Regions from separate parts of the Mus musculus genome. Here region 2 is linked to region 1. Evidence: chromatin contacts called from public Hi-C data. All regions are on one chromosome and are shown on one strand. Each heading gives the region's core, a stretch centred on a gene start, on an enhancer-like site or on the middle of the called end of the contact. The rest is flanking DNA. Distances are from core to core; before and after follow the strand shown. Region 1 holds the start of Ncaph (non-SMC condensin I complex, subunit H). Region 2 has its middle 20 kb from the start of Gm46762.

The links. Hi-C and Micro-C count contacts between places; a contact is called where the count stands out from the background.
Region 2: a Hi-C map of regulatory T cells shows a contact between it and region 1, with 3 times the contacts expected there. The contact joins the enhancer-like site here to the promoter of Ncaph in region 1. A contact is called at or near these places in 2 of 484 Hi-C or Micro-C datasets (B cells and regulatory T cells), 2 of 115 datasets of contacts at active chromatin or transcription factors (the SCID.adh cell line and pro-B cells) and 2 of 9 other capture datasets (adipose tissue and liver).

The regions. Positions count from the first base shown.
Region 1 is chr2:127,130,122-127,137,833 of GRCm38.p6, reverse strand. It overlaps Ncaph (non-SMC condensin I complex, subunit H), which reads left to right and starts at 3,880. Exons shown (of 18, transcript NM_144818.3): 1 at 3,880-3,985. The coding sequence starts at 3,967. It overlaps Gm35347 (a long non-coding RNA gene), which reads right to left and starts at 3,881. Exons shown (of 3, transcript XR_374955.4): 1 at 3,538-3,881.
Region 2 is chr2:127,311,666-127,319,377 of GRCm38.p6, reverse strand. No RefSeq gene overlaps it. Among named protein-coding and RNA genes, the nearest start is that of Gm46762, 20 kb to the left of the region's middle. Within about 2 kb of position 4,652, at least 79 of the 459 cell types and tissues checked have an H3K27ac peak or open chromatin away from gene starts, as enhancers often do. A contact at or near this core is called in B cells, the SCID.adh cell line, adipose tissue and 2 more, where this site is marked.

The DNA of each region.
Region 1 (7,712 bases), core at 2,631-5,130:
AGCCCAGGATTTAGATGAGGGATTTCTATTTCATACAAGGGGGCAGGGTGGGGGTGGGGGAGAGATAGAGAGAAGAATGTAAAGCAATTTCCTTTTTTATGTCGTTTCTTTTTCTTTTTAGTTTTTGGATACATGGTTTCTCTGTGTAGCTCTGGCTGTACTAGACCAGGCTGGGTTTGAACCCAAAGATCCACCTGCCTCTGCCTCTGCCTCAGGAATGCTGGGATTATCTATCTATATATTTAAATGATCTATTTATTTTTATTTTATGTGCATTGGCATATTGACTCCTCACACAGGTGAGGAGTGCTTGGACTAAAAGCATGCACCACCATAGATAGGGCCAGGATGTTGAAAAGTCATTTTAACAGCAATCCCTTTTGGTCTCAGTAACTTGATGACTTAAATTAGAAACTGTTAGGGCAAAAGCCAGCAAATCTGTAGCGAAAGGTTGCTTGTTTGGCCAAATGGTAACTGTTGTTCCTCACCCAAACTAAGGCTGTTTCTTTTGGATTTTCAGGAAGTAGAATCTGTTGTGCTGTCGGGGTTCTGGCAGCCTATAAGTGGGGGAGGGGCCGAGTACTTCACTTCTGTACAAAGAGAGGAACTGAGCTTCATGTGCCTCTGATGCTACTGATAAATCACTTAATCTTTTGGCACCCTTCATAGCCTTAACTCTGAAACAAAGGAGGCATTCAGAGTAGGACGTGAAAGACCTGCCTGGGCATGCTTGGCCTGTCGACACTGGGTATGGAGCTGGCACAGAGCCAAGCAGTCAGTTTAGGAGGCTCATTATTGCTTCGGCATAGCATAGCCTCCAGCTTCAGCCAGTGGGTCACTTAGCATCTTTCCTTTGTCAGAGGTTCCAAACCAGTTCTTCAGGGGCCTCTAATTCAGAGCCACCCACTACCCCTCCAGTGCTTGTTGCTCTTAGTTTAAACATCTAAGTCTCCAATAAGGAGCCTTCCATGTTTCCAGGAATACTTTCCTGGGAAAATGGTAAGAGCCAAAACCTGACTGGAGCTAACTGGAGGAAGATAAAGATGGAGAGACCCCCCCCCCACACACACACACACAGGGTTTCTCTGTGTAGCCCTGACTGTCCTGGAACTCACTCTGTAGACCAGGCTGACCTTGAACTCAGAAATCCGCCTTCCTCTGCCTGGAGAGACTTCTAAGTGGAAGAGAGCATGCATACAGAAAAATGTGCTAGGAGCAGGTAGGATGAAGACAAGTATGAAAAAAGGTGGATGAAGGAGGGAGGTGCCAAGCTCAAAGCAAGGCTGAAGAACCTGTGTGTGTAAGAGAGAGAGACAGCGAGCACAGGGATGGAATGGGGGGCTGTAAATCATTGTAGGTCCCTTTGGAAGTTCCCAGAACAATGGAATCTTTGAAGGGGTTTTAGACGTCTGGGAAGATGCTGTGGTAAGCAGACAAATGGGAGTGAGGTCAGATTTACACTTGGCAAATGCCACTCTGGGCTCACTGGGAAGGAGATCATAGCTGAGCAAGGTGATGTGGATGAAAAGGTGAGGGACCTGCAGAGATTTTTTTCAGAGGCAAAAAGCTCAGTACCAGATGAGGTGGGGAGTGTCCAGTCCTGGGTGGCTGACAGTAGCATTTAGGAAGGTGAGGGACATTGTGATCTTTTCTCCACATAATCCTATTGTTGTGGGGCGTCTGCCAGAGAGGACTGCTTGGAAGTGGGTTTAAGCCAATAGAAAGTCTTTGTTAGCCGGCTGATGCCTGTACTGAGTGTTCAAGATTTCAGTGTAGCCCTGAGCCTTTCTCATTGTGATTTTTTTTTCTTTCTTTCCTTTTTTTTTTTTTTTTTTTTTTTTTGAGACAGGGTTTCTCTGTATCGCCTGGCTGTCCTGGAACTCACTCTGTAGACCAGGCTGGCCTCGAACTCAGAAATCTGCCTGCCTCTGCCTCCCAAGTGCTGGGATTAAAGGCCCATGCCCAGCTTCATTGTGAACTTTTAAGAACAAAAACCATGTTCTGGGTTGACATACTTCAGTTAACATGAACAGTTAGCCAGAAGTGGGACTACAGAAGCTAAAAAACAAAGTTAGGACATTTAGAGACTTTCCCAGAACTGTGGACTTTGATGGAGTAGGTATTTGGCAGGTGCTCCTATCTAAATGATAAAGTTTAACAGTCCAAACTGTCATGGAGTCAGTTGTGCTAAGGTCTGGGGCCTTATTCTAAACACTCTGCCTCATTCTAAAGTGGTGCAAAAACTAGCTTTAAAGAGTAACTTTTGGACACCATTGCATATACTAGTAAGATTTTGCTGAAAGGACCCTGATATAGCTGTCTCTTGTGAGACTATGCCGGGGCCTAGCAAACACAGAAGTGGATTCTCATAGTCAGCTATTGGATGGATCACAGCGCCCCCAATGGAGGAGCTAGAGAAAGTAACCAAGGAGCTAAAGGGAACTGCAACCCTGTAGGTGCAACAACATTATGAACTAACCAGTACCCCAGAGCTCATGTCTCTAGCTGCATATGTATCAAAAGATGGCCTAGTCGGCCATCACTGGAAAGAGAGGCCCATTGGACTTGCAAACTTTATATGCCCCAGTACAGGGGAACGCCAAGGCCAAAAAGTGGGAGTGGGTGGGTAGGGGAGTGGAGGGGTGGGTATGGGGGACTTTTGGGATAGCATTGGAAATGTAAATGAGGAAAATACCTAATAAAAATTTTTTTAAAAATCCTGAATAATAAAGTAACTGCTGGAATATCACTAAAAAAAAAAAAAAAAAAAAAAAAAAAAAAGAGTAGCTTTTGGGGTTAGAGAGGTAGTTTAGAGTACTCGTTGCTCTTGCAGAGGACCTGAGTTTCATTCTCAGCACCCACATGGTGGCTCACAAACATCTGTCATTCCAGTCCCGGAGGATCTGACACCCTTTTCTGATCTTCTCAGGTACCAGCCATGCATGTGGTAAATATACATACATACACACAGGGAAAACACTCATACACATGAAATGAAATATTTTTTTAAAAAGTAGCTTTCAACAAAAGGCAGAGTTTTGGTCACCATAATGAGGGGTACTGCTGATAGGCAGGCAAATAATGTCAAGGATGCTAAACAGCTACACCCCAGCCTCTTTTTAAAAAAATGATGGTAGGTAAATGATTTCCAAAAAGCTCTTTACAAGAATCTGGACAAAAATTTAGTTTTAAATGTGTGTGCATGCATGTGTATAGATATATGAACACAATGCTCTGGTGCAGATACACATGCCTGCACAATGTTCTGGTATGTCCATGTATAAGTAAGAGCATACACAATGCTCTGGTATGTGTGTGTATAGACATGTACACACACACACATACAGAAAACTCTTTGGAAATGTACACACATATATAAAAACTACTGGGGGTATAAACATAAGTAAACACAATGTTCTAGGGTGTGTGTACACACGCATACACAATGCTCCTGGAAGAGTATACACATGTAAACGCAATGCTCTGGGGCCTGTGTACACATGAGCACACACAATGTCCTTGTGGGTGTATACATACACAATACTCTGGGTGGAGTCTACACGTGCATACACAATGCTCTGCATTCCTTCTTGCCTGCCTGGAACTTCCAATAAGGGCAGCGTTTTCTACCGGCAAAGAACCTCGATTCCTCAGAAACCTGCCTCCCCGTTACAATCCAGATTCTAGGAAAGCACAGCCTTCGCCTGCCCAGATCCACACATCCTACTCCGCGCCCAGCGCTCGGCGCCAGAATGTTTCCAAACGTCTTCAGCTGGGTCACCGCTGCACCTAGTTCACTCGCGCGTAGACTCAAAACTGTCCAAGTTTCCGGGGCCACTCTGATCAGCCAGCCGCCTAGGCGGCCTGCGCAGGCGCACCAAAGACCACGCCCCAGTGACGTCACGCGGCGGTTACCGCGCTTGGCGCTCGCGATTTAAAACTTACTCCGGAGACGTGGAGAGCAAGATGAGAATTCCGCGCTCAGGTGAGCTCGAGTGGGTCCAGGCGCGGCTGGCAGGATCAGGACCGAAGGGTGCTCGCGTGGGCAGGTCCAGAAGGGACGAATGTGTTCGGCGGGGTTCGGCCGGGGGCTCCGGCGGGGGAGGGGAAGAGAGTGCAAGGGAAAGCGGGGCGCTGGGCCAATCAGGACGCAGCTGCCAGTGGCGGCTGGGCTCTAATACTCCCCGCGCCCTGGTTCTAACGGAGGATAAAGTGGGTTTTTTTTGTTTTTTGTTTTTTCTGGACTGGACGTTGTGTGGGGAGCTGTGGAAGCAAAGTGTCGACCGCTCTGTGTTGAGCATTCGTGCCTGTGTTTTGGAACTGATTCTAAAGTCTTGAGGGCTTCCTTTGGGACAGACCTTCGGTCAGACGCCGAGATTCGCAACCGAAGAAGCCTGGGCACTTGAGATGGAGACTGGAGGATTAGAAGTTCAAGGTTGTCCTCAGCTATAGCGACTTCGAGGCTAGCCTGGATTACAGGAGACCCACTCTGAAAGGGGGCGGGGGGTGGGGAACGAAACAGATAAATACCTTTTCCTCTTGGAGCTTGTGTCAAGTTGAGGTAGTATGGCAAATATTTGACAGATAAAACCTAGTGCTATAACTCCTGTCCGTTATGGACTCGAGATTTTTAAGCAAACATTGAGAAGAACTTTATGGGCTGAGCATCCTGTACAAGAGAAGAGCTAGGAAGGAACCTGGACTAGTCTAGGAATTAACTACACCGTAGGTTCTCAACCTTTGGGTGGCAGCCCCCATGGGGAGGTGTCAAATGACCTTTACACGGGGTTCGCCTAAGATCGTCAGAAAACACAGATATTTACATTATGATTCATAACCACTAAATTTACAGTTATAAAGTAGCAATGGAAAATAATTTTATGGTTGGGGGTCACCACAACATGAGGAACTGTGTCAGAGGGTCACAGCATTGGGAAGGTTGAGAAACTCTGAGCTAGACCGTCATAACTAAGCTTAGTGAGACTGACCACCTGGTAGACCTAAGTCATAGTTTTGGAATAATAGTTTCAGTTTGGATTTGTTGCCTGTGACTTCTGGAGAGGCGCTCAGGTGAAGGGGTTCGTATCTACTGGGCGAGTTTGACCGAGGTCCATAGGCTGGGAGGTAGATTTGTTTTTCTTCATCATGGAGATGATAAAGCCATGGGTACCGGTGAGATCACTAGACAGACCTTGCAGAGAATACATTCAGGACCTGCACCAGTTGTCCGGGTGTGGGGAGGAAATAACTCAGGTTATGGGTACCACAGGGCCTAGAGCAGCTCAAGAAGAAAAAGATGAGTCCCGAAGTGGGCACTTCAGGCTGAGAACCGAAGCAGAGCAGAGGAGCTGAGGAACGTGCTCTTGACTTCAGTAACAATCTGTTGAACTAGACTCTTGTCTACTGCCCACGGCAGAGAGCAGCGGGGGAGGAGTTAGCCCCTCCGTGCTTCCAGTTTCTCAATTCCTTTCCATACCCACATTTACAGAGTCACAGATGTCTTGATTTATGCCCATAAAACGTCTCTCATCTCCTCTTTTGACCTTTTTGTTTTGTCTTGGTGTGTCAACTATACTCCTCGACCTGTAGGAAGCATTGTAATGCCTTTCCTCCTGCTGCCCTGTGGACAAGCATTTGTTGTTTATTATGTCTCTTTGTTTACTTTTGTGGTGAAGCCTTGTACCATGGCGTGTGTGTGCCAGGCAAGAATTCTACATTGCTCTATACTCCCTGCCTCCTTTTATTTCTCCGTGTTCCTATAAAATGTCATCGTGCCACCTGTTCCTAAACAGCAAGTTCTGTGCCCGGGTCACTCCCCCCCATCCCTCCTCCCATTTCTCTCCCTCTCTCCTTTTCTCCCTTTTTCCCTCCCTCTTCCTTCTTCTCAGCACATGCCCACCTACCAGCCAAGGATGAGCGCTAGGTCAGGACTCCTCACTAGCTGTACCCACAGCCAAGTGATGGTCTTCCATTCAGGGCGATGGTGAAGCAGAGACAGCATAGAGACAGAGAGCTTGTTTGCTTGCCTAAAGTTTTCTTAGCTAATTCATTATAAAGCCAGGTTTAAAACAGTGCTCTCTGTTTCTTAAATCGGGGTAGGGATGAGGATGAGTTGGGTTCTTTTAACTCCTTCCAGGAATCTTGTGTCTTGCTCTAAAACAGTAGGTCAGCAGTGCCACAGTCACACGTTGAACATGTCATTGATGGGAGCCTCGTCAGCTGTTACCTGTGTGTTCACTATCCCCCCACCCCCACCCCCGTGTGCCCAGCTCATTTCCTCTTATTTACATACTGAGGTCGGCTTTTGTTTCTGCGGCTTCTCACCATGCAGTGCCACCTTGTGTTCCTTTCCCTCCTTATTTATGTTACTTTCCTGGTCAGTCAATATGATCAGGTGTCTCCCTGTGTCCTCTTGGCAGTGCCGAGAACGCTGGTTAATTTAAACACTGCCATTCTGCACACTTGACAGTGGCCAGAGAGACATCCTCAGGGCTGCTGAGTGACTGGTTCTGGGCCCTTCAGAGCTTCGTCAGCAATGCCATCCTCTCCACTTCATTCATTCCTAATCCTAGATGGCCACCTCTTCCTTTCCTTAGCTTTCCAGTGCCTTTTCCCTGACTGGCCCCCTAGCTGCTAAGTTCACCTGCGTTCTAGTCATAAAGAGAGTAAAAGCCACAGAGAGCGTGTGACCTAGTTGGTAGAGCCTCGTTGGCTTTTCCCGATTCCGTGTGCTTCCGCAGCCCTTTTCCTGTTGTGTAGGGTTGTTTTTTTTTTTGTTTTGTTTTGTTTTGTTTTTTTGGCGGGGGTGGGGTGGGGTGGGCTTTTCGAGACAGGGTTTCTCTGTGTAGTCCTGGCTGTCCTGGAACTCACTTTGTAGACCAGGCTGGCCTCGAACTCAGAAATCCACCTGCCTCTGCCTCCTGAGTGCTGGGATTAAAGGTGTGCGCCACCACCGCCCGGCCTGTTGTGTAGTTTTGTAGGTGTCCCAGGACCCCTCTACGCTGTCACCTCTTCTCCATTCACTTATTTCGTGAATAAATGACTACCTGCTGGCGACTCCCAAACTTACCTAGCCAGAAACTGCCCCCTGAGATCTACCATTACGCGTCCAGCTGTGTAGTGCAGTTGGATGGCTAGGAAATGCATGTGGGGTAAAGCTACGGCCTTGCCTCCTGCCCCGCAGCATGCTGCTTCTGTAGCTTTCTCAGGTCCAGGCAACTCAGTCAGTTGTTGATGATAACTCGGAGTTAGCCTTCAGCCTTCACAATCCACATTTAAACCATCAGGAAGTCATACTGACATCATGGAGACCTATCCAGTATCCATACACATCTAATCATCAGTATTGCCGCCTGTCTGGTCATCTTACTGTTAAGATGGTAATGATGGTTGCTTAACTTAAATCTCTTCTAATTGGCTCTTACCTGGTCCTCTGTCCTCTAGAAGCTCAGGCTAGCTCATTTTGTTCTTCCTCTCACTGTTACCCAGTGATGTCCTTTCTCACTGCATTTGAGATGCACAGGTAGGGCTGGGGACGAAGCTCGGTTGATAGAGTGCTTGCCTAGCGTTGAGTGAACCCCAGGTTAGATCCCAGCACCATGGAAACCAGGCATGGTGGCATATGCCTGTCATGCCAGAATGTAAGAGGTAGAGGCAAGAAGACTAGAGGTTGAAGGCCATCTTCTCAGCTGTTGTGACTTTGAGGCTAGCCT
Region 2 (7,712 bases), core at 3,403-5,902, 180 kb before region 1:
ACTGAGCTACAGGGTCAATCTGTGTGCTTAACTAGAGAGCCATCCTTCAGCCCCAGTGATAATACATTTTTTTTATAAAGTCACAGCGACAGCCCAAACCCTGAGCAGGTTCTTTCCCACACCCTTCCTGAGAGACCATGGTTTCCTGTGTTATGTGCTTCCTCGTTTGTGATGTGGATACGACTGGTTTGCTCAGACACAGATGTGTCCCTGGTAGTCTTTGGTGGAGGAGTTGACAGACATCACCTCCAGCTTAGTTCCTGCCCCAGCATCCAGAATTAACTTTCTAAACTATATTTCTTGTCATTCCTCTGCTTAAAACTAGTCTGTCCGTTTTCTAATGCTATAACAATACCTGCAGCCAGGTAACTTATAAAGGAGAGGCTGATGTTGGCTTGACTGATGTTCTGGAGGCTGGAAAGCAACAGGGGCTTTGCTCTGCTTCAGCTCATGGCAGCAAGCAGGACAACAGATGGATATGTGAGAAAGAAACGGAACCCCACCATACCTAACCCATCCCTTCAAGGAAGGCATAATCCACTCATGAGGGGTTCCATGACTCCCATTCTTCCCACAGGCTCCTGCTCCCAACACTGCCGCCCTGAGAATTGTAGAGCCAACACACTTGAGTGAGACGGACCCTCAAACCACAGCAGAGAGGTTTCATTTGACAGTAACTGAGGGACAGCCGCTGAGCACTAGGTAGGAGTTCAAGGTTGGCATGGAGGCTCACCTCAAAGCTCACAGGCATTGGCTCCTTCCATCCTTACCTCTGCAGTATGTGGTACCCATGTTCAAGTTTGCCTCATAGTCTACAATACCTGCTGCAGCTCCTGCTAGCTCACTGACACTTCAGCTAATAAAAAAGAGAAAGGGGAAAAGAAAGATCTCTCTTTAAGAACTTTCAGAGGAGATTATTGACACTTCTGCTTATATACCAAGGTCCAGAACGTGATCGCCTGGCCACACTTGACTATGTGGAGAGCTGTGCTTGCCTATTGCTAGCCTATGCACACGGCTCTCTGCCCAGCAAGACTGCCATGAGACTGCCAACACTCAACACTCAGCCAGGTCACAGGAAGTGGGTTCTTAGAACACTAGACATCTTAGCAGTGAAATATAAAAACTTAAAAGTGGCCAAGCCCGTCACACTGTTGAGTGAAGTGCTCCTTGGAGGAGCAAGACATACAAGGATAACTATGGCTCCCTGTTCCAGGAGTGATGGCCCTTCATAGAAGAAAGAGATGAAGAAAAAGGCAAGAAAATAACCCTAACTCCTAAGCCTAACCCTAACCTCTAACCCTAAACCCCAATCCTAACCCTAACCCATAACTCTAACCTCTAACCCTATTCCTAACCCCTAACCCTAACCCCCAGCCCCATCGCTAACCCTAATCCTAACCCCTAACCCTATCCCTAACCCCTAACCCCCAGCCCTATCACTAACCCTAATCCTAACCCCTAACCCTATCCCTAACCCCCTGACCCTAACCCTAATCCTAACCCTAATCCTAACCCCAAACCCCTAACTCTATCCCAAACCCCAGAGAAGTCAGCAATGTAAGCAAAATTGAGATCATACACAAATCTTTGTCTTTTCATATCCCAGAAACTTCAGGTAGAAATGATGATCAAAGCCAGGCGTGGTGGCACATGCCTTTAATCCCAGCACTTGGGAGGCAGAGGCAGGAGGATTTCTGAGTTCGAGGCCAGCCTGGTCTACAGAGTGAGTTCCAGGACAGCCTGGGCTATACAGAGAAACCCTGCCTCAAAAAACCAAAAAAAAAAAAAAAAAAAAGAAAAAAAAGAAATGATGATCAAAAAAATGTTACCTCAGCCAGACAGTAGTGGTATATGCCTTTAATCCGAGCATTTAGTGGGCAGAGGCTGGTGGGTCTCTTAAGTTTGAGGCCACCTTGATCTACAGAGTGAGTTTCAGGACAGCCAAGGACACACAGAGAAACCCTGTTTCAAACAAAACAAGGCAAACAAGCAAAGTTATCTCTAGGACACTGAGGCTAAACCCCAAAGGATTCTGTGAGAGCTAGACACGGAGCTCTGCAGTGTGGCTGCAGAGTAAACAGAGCTGCTGAGGTCAAAGGGGATTGTTTCCTGTCCAGTGTCTTGGTCTTAAAAACTAAAGAAGCTTAGTCCATTATCATCATAGCAGGGTCCCTGGCAGCATGCAGGCAGACATGGAGCTGGTGCAGTAGTTCAGAGCTTTACATCCTGATCCGAAGGCAGCAGGAAGGGAAGAGAGCCTGGGCCTGGTATGGATAGGAGGGCAGGTTTTAAATCACTGTTCATGTTAAAAGTTTCCAGCACTTTTGGACAATGCCTGGCATATAGTAAACACCTTTGAGGCCATTCTGAGCCAGGAGGGTGTGGTGGAAATGGCTTCCATCATTACTGACTAGGAAGGAAAGAGCCTTCCTATAGCCTTCAAAGGCTCTGTCAACTTCCTAAGGTTCTGAATGCTCAGGATAGCTCCAAACTTTGGGAGCTATATGAACTAAAGAGAAGAAAGAAGGTGTAAACTAGGAAAGTAAAGATGTGAGCTATTTCAAAATCAACGAACTGATCATCAATAAAGTGAAGAAGAATCAAGCATACTGTGTTCCCAGGAGTGGGGAGGTTACAGGCTGAGGTGTGAAAGAATGTCAGTGTACCCACTGAATGAGAAGAGTATGTCACCCGTTAGGATGGCAGGCACACGGCCAGCACACTGGGCAAAGCAGGTAGATGAGAGAACAGGGCCCTCTGCTAGGAGTGTTCTGAAGACACTGTTGGAACACCAGTGGTGTAAAGGCAGAGACTCGTATGAAGACTTCCAACTTAGCATGGTCTCTGTCAGGGGAAATGAAAAATGATTTTTATTGTCCTTGAAAGGCTCTATTTGAGAAGATAATGAGAGAGGGCGAGGTGGCTCAGTCTTTCTGCCAAGACTGAGGGCCTGAAAGCTACCCCAGGAACCCACATGGTGGAAGGATAGAACCAGTGCCACCAAATTGACTTCTGACAGCCACAAGTGTGGGAGAACTTGTATGCACATGCCCCATACTAATGCATTATCATCATCATGTTGACTTTATACCTACGTATTCCTAAAATTCCTTCCCTGAAAGAAACATATACAATGTCTAACCCCTTCTCCTAAGGTCTCAAAACCAGACTGAGGCACCATCTCACCAAAGTTCACTCTGGAGAAGCAATGAGTTTAATGGACTTCCTTATAAGCCATAGATGAGGGGCTGCTTACAAGGGTGTGTCCCACTCCCTGCCCCCTACTCCCACCCTACCTGGAAAGGCTTTACCCAGCAGGGATGAGGACTTCGCTCCCCATATACTCTAGTTCCTCTCAGAGGCCACATCAATTAAGACAGAGTTGCATATGTAACAGGTAGTAGGGAGCAACTGGATACTCTGAGGGAGGTTTCATGATCTCTCCATGAGGGACAATCATTTTGTAAGAAGGCACAGTTGGACTCCCCAGGATAGTGGTTGTTTGGTTCAGAGGACGGTCACTCAGACCACTGATCTAAAAGAAAACCCAAGCCAAGCTGGAAAAAGGATGCTTCAAAACTAGGGTCATAGCTGGGCAGTGGTAGCTTGTGCCTTTAATCCCCGCTCGCAGAGGCAGGTTCGATCGAGGCCAGCCTGGTCTATGTAATGAGTTCCAGAATAACAAGGCTACACAGTGAAACCTGTCTCAGGAAAGAAAGAAAAAAAAAAGGTCTTAGTGTACAATGTTGTCTCAAATATAAATAATAAAAGAGAAAGGTCTAGATTCTATATGAAACTGAATAGGAATGGGTTTCTGATGGGAGAGTCTGGTGTTAAGCCAAGTGAGAAGCCTTGGTCCATCAGATGGCTGATGGTGATTTGGGGAGCTATAGGGACTTTCAGGGACTCAACCCCTCAGCTGAGTAGAGAAGCCAGGTTAGAAAGCTGTGCCAGAAAAACCCCATGTAAGTCAAAGGAGTGGGCTCTTGCGGGCAGAAGGCCTTGGTGACACACTGTAGGCTCACAACATCCCCTCACCTTCACATATACACAGACACAAACATACAGACTCACACACACTTACATGCACATACACAAGCACATGTACTCATGCACACATGCACACACACTTGTACACACACCTGCCCATCCTCTGAGACTCCTCTTAGGCCTTACTTCTTCCCAGAAGCCTTTGCAGATGCCCAGGCTGAATCAAAGGCTTGTCCCTGAGCCACCCAGAGCCTAGGTTCTGCCCCTTTTAGGCTTTATTCTATGTCCACCCACCAGGGCTCCCTGACATCGGGGAGTAGGCCTTGGCAGTTCTGCTTTGTCACACCAGCTAGTGCCTGGATGTCACTGTTTTTCCATTCATTGGATGGATGGACAGCCCACTCTGCCTGCCTCGGTTTATGTTCAGGTTCACCTTGAATACCAGGCTTCCCTGGGGAGTCAGGAACACTAGTTAATCTCAACCCTCTGAAAGGTCACATCCCGTCCTTCTTTCAACAGACACCCTCTCCCCTGCCCCAAGCCCAGGGGTCAGACCATGCTCTGAAAGGGAGCCAAGCAAGGCTGGGGGGGGGGCTGGTTATCAGCAGGATGTGATGACACCCACACAGCCCAGGGTCTTTTTCCACAGCTAAGAACACACAGTGCCAAGTGGCCCCTTCTGCTGGAAGCCACCTTATTTTTCACACCCCCCTCTCTGCTCACATCCTGTTTCCGACCCTCTGACAAAACTGGGCCCCACGCCCTGGGCCCCCACCCTGCCTCCTGGGTTTTCACGTGGCTTTTCTGAGGTAAAGGCAGGCCACAGATCTCTTGGTTTTAAGCTTCTTGGTGGCTTGAGGAATTTACTGCTGAGGTGACAGTCTCAAATGTGTCTAGTGTGGCCACTTGGGGTAGCCTCCTCATAGGTCGTCGGTGAGGGTGAGAGTGAGGAGGGTAAGAATTAGGTGAAGGCTGAAGATACAGGCTGGAAGCTAATGGACACTAACACACTGTATGGCTTCAAGCAGGATCTTTTAGCAGGCTGAAGCTCCCTTGGGCTACAGGAGTCCCGCAGCGGTGGCCTCTTGGTGTGAGCCAGACCAAGAGAATCCACAGGATGGACCAGAGAGGCCTTTGAGGCCAGAGGACAAGAGCCTCCAAATCTGCTTCTTCCTGCCTCTACTATACAACATCCGCTATTTTCTATAATTCCCAGAAATCCATCCATAGGCCACTGTGGGGCCACTTCCCTCACACCAGCCCTTTGACTCAGTTCAAAGAGACAGGAAGAGATGGGAAATGACTGGGAACAAAGGCCTGATACTTTCCCAGCAGGCCTGGCAGGACCCTGGGAGTGTCTGCTGCCCTCCTCAGGCAGCAGGAGGTTCGCTCCTCCTCTTCCCTGTCTCCCCTGGCTGATTCCACCAACCTCTCTCACTGCCCTTAGCTCTCTTCTCCTCGGCTTCTCTCCTTCCAGGGCAGAGTAGGAGAAGCTGCCCCCCCCGACTGTAGTCAGGCCTGTTTTGAGTATGGCTGAGGTTGATGGTCTCAGATCTCCTTGCTAAGTGAACAGTGTTCTGGTCTGTGTAGCTGACAGAAACATGTGAGTAAGTCAATCATATTGGTGAGCGCAAGCCATGAGCACATGGCCAAGGTCATTGTGTCCACCCAAGGTAAGAAGACATGTGAAACTCTAAATTAACTAAAGGGCCATCAAAAAAAAAGTACTTTTTCCATTGTTTGTTCTGAGACAGGGTCTCACTCTACAGCCTTGGCTGTTCTGAATTCACTTTGTAGACCAGGCTGGTCTTGAACTCAGAAGTATCCATCTGCCTCTGCCTCCCAAGTGCTGGGATTAAAAACATGTTGCACCACACTCGGCTAGATTTTTCAAATACTTTTATTTGTACATTAAATTATACACACACACCATATGAGTACCCTAGGAGACCAGAAGAGGGTGGTGGGTCTCCTGGCAACTGGAGGTTGTAAGCTCCCTTGCATGAGTGATGAGACCCTAACTGAAGTCTTCTGGAAGAGTAGTAAATACTCTTAACCACTGATCGATCCATCTTCAGTCCTTAGACAAAAGTTTCTTAGGACACAAAAACACAACATAAAAGTAAAAGTTGATAAATTGGTTTCCCTCAAAATTGAAGTCTTCTGGTTTTTGGAAAAGATCATAAAAACTAAAAAGTCAAGTCACAGACAAAAAGAGTATTATAAACACACATGCATGCAAAGGACTTTCACTCAAGATATATCAATATACCGCTTGACAAGGAAGCGACAGTCTGAAGATGGGCAAAGGCTGTGGAGAGGCAGCCCCTTAAAGGAGGTACAGAAAAGCAGACAACTGCCGTCATGAAGCATCAGGAAAGTGCAAACCAAAACCATAGTGAGACACCACTTCATACAAAAACAACAACGGAAAGGTAATGAATGGTGTGGAGTTGGCAGGAAAATATTTCTGGTATGAGTGTAGAATGGTACAGTTGCTTTGGAAAAAATTTGGTGGTTCCTCCAAATTTAACCAAATTCTGTGTTAAACACAGAATAACCACATGACCCAGCAATTCTAATCCTAGTTCTAACCAAGAGAACTGTAAGCCAGGTCCACACAACACTAGTATGTTCAGAATGGTATAATTTGTAGCAATTCCTCTCCTCTCAAAAACAAAAATAACCCAAATGACAAGCAACTTGGAAATGAATAAAAGGTAGCATAGCCATAAAGTAGAATATTACATGACTAGAAAAAAGAATGAAGCCAGGCAGTGGTGGCGCACCCCTTTAATCCCAGCACTTGGGAGGCAGAGGCAGGCAGATTTCTGAGTTCGAGGCCAGCTTGGTCTACAAAGTGAGTTCCAGGACAGCCAGGGCTACACAGAGAAACCCTGTCTTGAAAAAAAAAACAAAAACAAACAAACAAAAAACAAAACAAAACAAAAAAAGAATGAAGGTTCCAGACAGCTAAAGCTACAGAAAGACCCTGTGTCCAAACAAACAAAGAATAAAGTACAAATAATGGTGTAACATGGAAGAGACTTGAAAACATTATGTTAAACAAAATAAGCTAGGCACAAATACACATGCACAGATTGGGAGGTGGTTAGAATGAGAATGGCCCCATGGGCTCACAGTTCAATGCTTATGTCTCCAGTGGATGGAACTCTTTGAGAAGGATTAGGAGGTATGGCCTGGTTGGAGGAGGTTTGACACTGGGTTGGGCTTTGAAATGTCAAAAGTCTGGGCCATTTTCAGTTAGCTCTCTCTCTCTGCTTCCTACTTCTGGATAAGGATGTAAGCTCTCAGCTACTGCTCTAGTGCCATGCCTGCCTGCCTGCCTGCCTGCCTGCCTGCCTGCCTGCCTGCCTGCCTGCCGCCATGCTCCCCATCATGATGGTCATGAACTCACCCTCTGAAAATGTGAGCAACTTATCAGAGAGGCAAATTAAAGCATTAAAAGGACTGGTGGCAGGTTCAGGTGAGGAGATGGGATGTTGGAGTTCTCAAACTCTGTGGGGGACACACAATGGTGCCACACTTTGAAAGACAGTTTGGCAGTGCTTTTAGAGTGTTTTTAAAACAGCCCACCATACTATCTTGCCATCCCATTCATGGATATTTTACCCTAGAAATAATCTAAAATGGAGCTGAGGGTGTAGCACAGTTGGTAGAATGCTTGCCTAGCATGCAAAAAGCCCTGACTTCGATCC